Regions from separate parts of the Sus scrofa genome. Here region 1 is linked to region 2. Evidence: chromatin contacts called from public Hi-C data. All regions are on one chromosome and are shown on one strand. The core of a region is the stretch at or near the end of the contact, and the rest is flanking DNA. Distances in the headings are between cores, read along the strand shown. Region 1 has its middle 72 kb from the start of TMEM67. Region 2 has its middle 21 kb from the start of PDP1.

The links. Hi-C and Micro-C count contacts between places; a contact is called where the count stands out from the background.
Region 1: a contact with region 2 is called in a Hi-C map of fetal liver, with 2.8 times the contacts expected there. The contact joins two enhancer-like sites. A contact is called at or near these places in 2 of 5 promoter capture datasets (fetal liver and liver), 35 of 47 Hi-C or Micro-C datasets (adipocytes, adipose tissue, alveolar macrophages and 18 more) and 2 of 2 datasets of contacts at active chromatin or transcription factors (alveolar macrophages and skeletal muscle).

Annotation. Positions count from the first base shown.
Region 1 is chr4:42,857,618-42,860,673 of Sscrofa11.1, reverse strand. No RefSeq gene overlaps it. Among named protein-coding and RNA genes, the nearest start is that of TMEM67, 72 kb to the left of the region's middle. Within about 2 kb of position 1,518, at least 24 of the 83 cell types and tissues checked have an H3K27ac peak or open chromatin away from gene starts, as enhancers often do. A contact at or near this core is called in fetal liver, where this site is marked.
Region 2 is chr4:42,756,007-42,758,706 of Sscrofa11.1, reverse strand. No RefSeq gene overlaps it. Among named protein-coding and RNA genes, the nearest start is that of PDP1, 21 kb to the left of the region's middle. Within about 2 kb of position 1,361, at least 6 of the 83 cell types and tissues checked have an H3K27ac peak or open chromatin away from gene starts, as enhancers often do. A contact at or near this core is called in fetal liver, where this site is marked.

The DNA.
Region 1 (3,056 bases), core at 269-2,768, 100 kb before region 2:
TCCAATCATACTTTTGCTTTTATTTTTTTTGCTGCATCCATGACATATGGAAGTTTCCAAGCAAGGGATCAAACTCATGCCACAGCAGGGACAACACCAGATCCTGCTAAGCCATCAGGAAACTCCCAAATCACACTTCTTAGGCATATAAATATTTTTTTCTGACCACAAAAGTGATATATATTTCTTACATGTTAAGTAATAAATATTATACTTTCTTCCACAATGTCATTATATGCTGTACATTATTTCGTAGCGTATACATTACTTTTGTAGCCTACTTTTTTAAAAAACTACATGGAATAAGCATATTCACATGTAATTAAATATTCTTCAGAAATTGATTTTAATGACATCATTACTTTAAAAATGTTTTCCTCTTAAGATGGAACATCCTAGGATTAACCCCATTTACAAATCCCTTGAATTACTCACAAGGATCTTTGAGAGGTCACTCAGGGTCAAGTCCAAACATTCCTTAACAGGGTTTCATGGTCTGCCCTAGTTTGCTTCTCCAGCTTCTTCTCGTCTCCTTGCTCTGTCTGCATTCAAACTCTAAGCACCAGAGACTCCAGACTAGGTTCTCAGAATGACCTTGTTGGTCACCCAGCCAATGTACCTATCTGTTCTCCCACCTTTCTGCCTCCTTAAGGCCTTCCAACCCATGATGGCTTCTTTCTGCAAGGCCTCCCCCCCATATTTCAGCTAAATCTTACCTTATCTTTCAGCTCTCAGCTTGGACTTCCTCCTCAAGCAGCTTGCCCTGAGCCCCATGTTCAGGTCAGCACCCCTTCCCTTCATCCCCACAGCATCCTCACTTCCCCTTCCACAGCATTGCTCCTGGTGTTGACTTAACCTGTTTTCCTGCTTGCCTCCTCAGAAGGACTGAGACTTCTGTCAGAACAGGGAACATCTCAATTCATCTTGTTCACAAAATTGCATCTCCGGCACTGCCAACAGAACGCAGCACATATTATTTATTTATTAGCTTCTTTTTAAAGTTATATAACCCCTCACGAGAATGAAGCCTCCATGATGCATAGGAGCAGTGTCTATCCTATTTGCATCTGCATCTAACCCCCATGCCTAGAATTCTGTTGATCCCTTAAAGGGAACCATGTCATCTTTTTTGCTGCATCTGTGACTGTACGTATACAATACATGACACGTGTGTTGATGTTTTTTACAGAAATGAAATGACTGCACTTTTTTGGTCACCTGCATTTTTCAATCGGCTACATATTGTGCATACCATTTCACGCTAGTAAATACGGACAGGCAGCAGAAAATACCACCCCAAAATATGCTGCTTTGGTATATTGACTGTTTCCATGGGTAGGACCTGGAAAAGCAGCTAATGCAGGGAGAGGCTTTCTCTGAACTCCCTTTATCTGCCTAAAGACAGATCCTCCAAAAGGAACTCAATTGTGATAAGTCCCCTCCCTGAGAGTTTCATCAACCGGGGAAGATTGCCTCTTACTGCAGGGGAGGAGACCAGCGGAGCTTTGTCACAGACAATCGTACCTCCCATCTGCTCTTCAAAGCGCCCAGTCATCTCTCCCAAAAACCATTTACTCTCTGTGAAGAGGGCTACATCCCCTTCCCCTTTCTCTAATAAAATAGTATTTAAGTCTGAATTCGAAGCACCACCTCAAGGAGTCACTCATTTTCCCTGGGTATCTACCATGCGTACATGACGTATACATGTTAATAAAATTCGGTTTGTTTTTCTCTCATGAATCTGTCTTTATTACAGGGGTCACAGCTAAGAACTTGGAAGAGTAGAGGGAAAGTTATTTTTCCTTCCCTAAAATATAGTCTTCTATAAAATTTTCCTCAATCTATCTTCCATTTTTGGACCTTTTGGTTATTTTTCATTTTCAACTCAATTATGTTCTAACCGGTTGGAAGAGCAGAGTCCATGAGCGGCAGGAAATGTCTAGGTGGTGCATATACACGTGGTGACCAGAAGGTGGCAAAAGAGAGCGCTTTCCTTTTCCAGTCAGTCATTTCGCTTTCCCGGAGCTCGCCCCCTCAGAGGGGGTGGGGGAGTGGCTCTGCTTAGGTCTCCTCTCTTGCCCTCCCTTCTCGCGCTTTTACCTCTCTGCATCTCCTGGCTCCCTTTCTTCATCCAGGTTCTTCTCGTTCAGACCTCTGGTTTAGATTTTTAGATGCACAGTTCCCTCTGGTTTGTCGCATAATGAAGCTGGGGAGGGGGGACAAGGAAAGTGCCCAACCTAACCCCCCACTCCCCACCCCCATACTCTGCAGGATCCAGTTGAAAGACTTGAGCCCCAGAAAGATGCGTTTGTGAGTTTGCCTACTGTGTATCTAGCCCACGGTTTTCACAGAACAGTTGCCTGAAAGATTTGTCCAACTTCTTGAAGAAATGGCATTTCAGCCATTTCACAGACATTTATTTCATTTTTCTTCCAGTCTCAATGCTGAGAACTCTTATTTAGCTAAAGCTTTGAATCTACCCTCGATCATTTCTTAAGGAGAAACTTCTAGAAGAATAGTTCTAGTTCAGAGTTTATAGGCTTTTTTTAAATATGCATTTTTAAGTGTGGTCATACATACTGTCAAATTATCCTCCATAAAGGTTGTACCAAATTACTTTCCTACCAGTGGTGTCTAATACTACTACAAGCATTGGAGATAATCATTATTTTTGCTAGGCAATTTGTGGTATCTCATAGCATTAATTTGCATTTCCCTAAAGTAAATATTTTTAAGTCACAGACAAAAATATTGTATCTCACTGTTGTATTAATTTGCATTTCTCTAAAACATGTAGAAATGCATATATGCATTTCTAAAACATACGTTTTAACATTTTAATAATTTCAAAGTGTATTTTTTTAGTAAATTGATAGAATGTTGAAATATATGTCTACTGCTCTGAGATTATTTGAGGCAAAGAGACACCAGGGTTTTTCATTGTATTTCAGAACTATAACACTATAGATAGTTGGCATTTAGAGGAAACTGATCATTTAGGCAACAACAAAGTTTACAGATTAAAAAAATTAAGGCTCAGTGATTTTTTTTTAAAA
Region 2 (2,700 bases), core at 112-2,611:
AGACAGTTACAGCCCACATACTGCAATCTCATTGTATGGGTTATTTGAAGAAGTGTAGCTCAAACAGGCATTTGAGCTTTACTCACATCTTTAAAAATTTTAAATTATCTAAATCATCATTCATGATTAAAACCTTTACCTGCAACTCTTCTCTAGCACCCAGTAAATCCTAGGGGCCTCACTCTCCCCCCAGCTCACACAGATCCCTCTCTTCTGCCCTTCTTCTCTAGTGAGTCTGATCCAACACTCCCCTTCCCTTCTCTCCCCTTGCCCTTCCCCAAGGCCTCTGGCATTGGAGGCCAAGGAAGAGGCAAATGGGACAACACCCAGATGATTTTGTCCTGTTGCATTTCAGCCACATTAAGCTTCTGAGGTTTTGGATTTTTATCTTAGTATGTGTGTGTGCACGTGTGTGTTGCTGTACCCCACCAGAGAATGTGGAAGTTTCCAGGCCAGGGATCAAACCCAAATCCATGCTACAGCAGCAACTGGAGCCACTGAAGTGACAATGCCAGGTTATTAGCCCACTAAGCCACAAGGGAACTCCTTGTGTGTATTTTTAAAATTCATATTTTGAAAGTTTGTTATGGGAGTTCCTGTCCTGTCGCTCAACAGTAACAAACCCGACTAGTATCCATGAGGACACAGGTTCGATCCCTGGCCTTGCTCAGTGGGTTAAGGATCTGGCGTTGCTGTGAGCTGTGTTGTGGGTCTCAGACACGGCTCAGATCTGGCATTGCTGTGGCTGTGGTGTAGGCTGGCAGCCACAGCTCTGATTTGACCCCTAGCCTGGGAACTTCCATATACTGCAGATGTGGTCCTACAAAGACAAATAAAACATAAAAGTTTGTTATTGTCCTTTGGCAAATTATCTTCCTTCTATGGACAGTCACTTATGTGTTCCTCACTAATGCCCCTTTATTCTGTCCCTCATCTACATATGAGTTTGACCATCTGTGCATTATGGTTTTTCTATCACACTTATTTGTTTCATTTCCCTTTTTGAGGAAAAGGCCTGCCTCTCACGCCTCACTTACAGCTCCCCATCCTGGGTGGCAGGCACAGCAGACAGACTGGGAACCAAACCGCTTGGGAGGGAGGTGAAGGAGCGGCTGCTTCCTGATTTTGTTGTATCTGTACCAGGGCTTGAGCCTGTTTTGAGGTTCCTGACTCTGAGAGACAGAGCGTCCTTTGGTATGCTGGCCTCTCTGACATATAGCTCAGTAAAGCTGATCTGGCTCTGCATTTGTGGCTTAATGGCAACATTGCTGGTGTCTTCTTTGCAGCATCAACAGCTCTCTTACAGAGAGGGCAGTGAGAGTGACTCAGGTGAAAGCTGGCTACTATCGCAGAAGTTGTGTACAAAGTTCATGTTTGGTCACTGTGGGAGAGAATTCAACCTAAGTTCACTGGGTCTGTCAACTCTGTCCTAAATCCAGCCTATCCTCCCCTTCAGGTCACCTTTGCCCATATCCTGAAGAGGAAGTCTTTCTCTGTTTTGGCTCAACTAAATTTCTTTAGTTACCAAAGAAGTTTACTTTCTGCAGGGAGAAATGGGTTTCTTCCCTCTGATGGCAAACTGAGCTTTATCTCCCTTGGCCAGCAAGAAACTGAGCTCCAGGTTCCTGAGGAAAGGCTGCTAAGACTGGGGGCTGCAGCCAGATGCTGCCTCCTGCCTTCTTTTGGATTTGATTGTGGTTTAAAACCCCAGGGGGAAATGAAAGGTGCCTCCCACTGTCTCTCCACAAAAGATGCAGCATTGCTTCATTAGCATTTGTGAGCACCAAATGTAGCCAACCACTCCTGTGATATCAGAAAGTCCTGGGGTGGACTAGACTGGAGAGCAGTTCAGCACAGCATGTGATTTTGAAATACGGTTTTCCCAAAAATAAATACAGGCACGAAAGGAAACGGTTTAAATAATGGTATAAAAAATATATGTTATGTAAGATTCCGACCTTCATTCTGAGTCCTTTTCTCTCAGGACAACTTTCCCTTATTCTTTTCACCTTAAAGGATGGCTTTTTTTTTTTTTTTTTTAAGAAAAAGGAAGGTATGTTCTCAGAAGCAAGAAGAAACAGCAGCCACAGAATGCAAACTTTCCAGGTCTTCACTGGACGGGTACAGGTGAATTCTTTGCCATTTAAGGGGCTCTTTGCTTGACAAGTCTTTCTTCTGAACAATGGCTTCTGCAGAATTCAGATAGCTACAAGACACTCAGTTGCTTGGTTCAGCCAATCATTCAGCATGTATTTACTGTCTACTATTCATCAGGAACAGAATTTAATTCTAAAATAAGTTTAAAATGCTTACTAAGGCCTCCAACATGCTTGCCATGTCCTGCACATCAGTTTAATGAACACAATGTCATTAGTGTGGTAGACCGATGACAAGTGTTACCGAATTTTCAGATAGCCTGAGGCCTTTGGGACTATATTATGACAGAGGGCATGAATTAATTTATGAGCCAGTGAAAGACTGTAAATGTTTACTACTGCTTGTCCCCCATCAATGCAAACTGTTTCCAGCACTCTTTTCTGATGAGAAGACAACACATGTGCCAGATCAATGGCCATGAGCCAGAGGCCATATTAACCAGCTCTAGTAATGATAGTAGCAGCTAGGATGGCTGCAATTAGATCTTCTTAGTTGAATTGGTAGGAATTCACTTCTGTGGTCCATTTGGTTTTAGAGGAGATA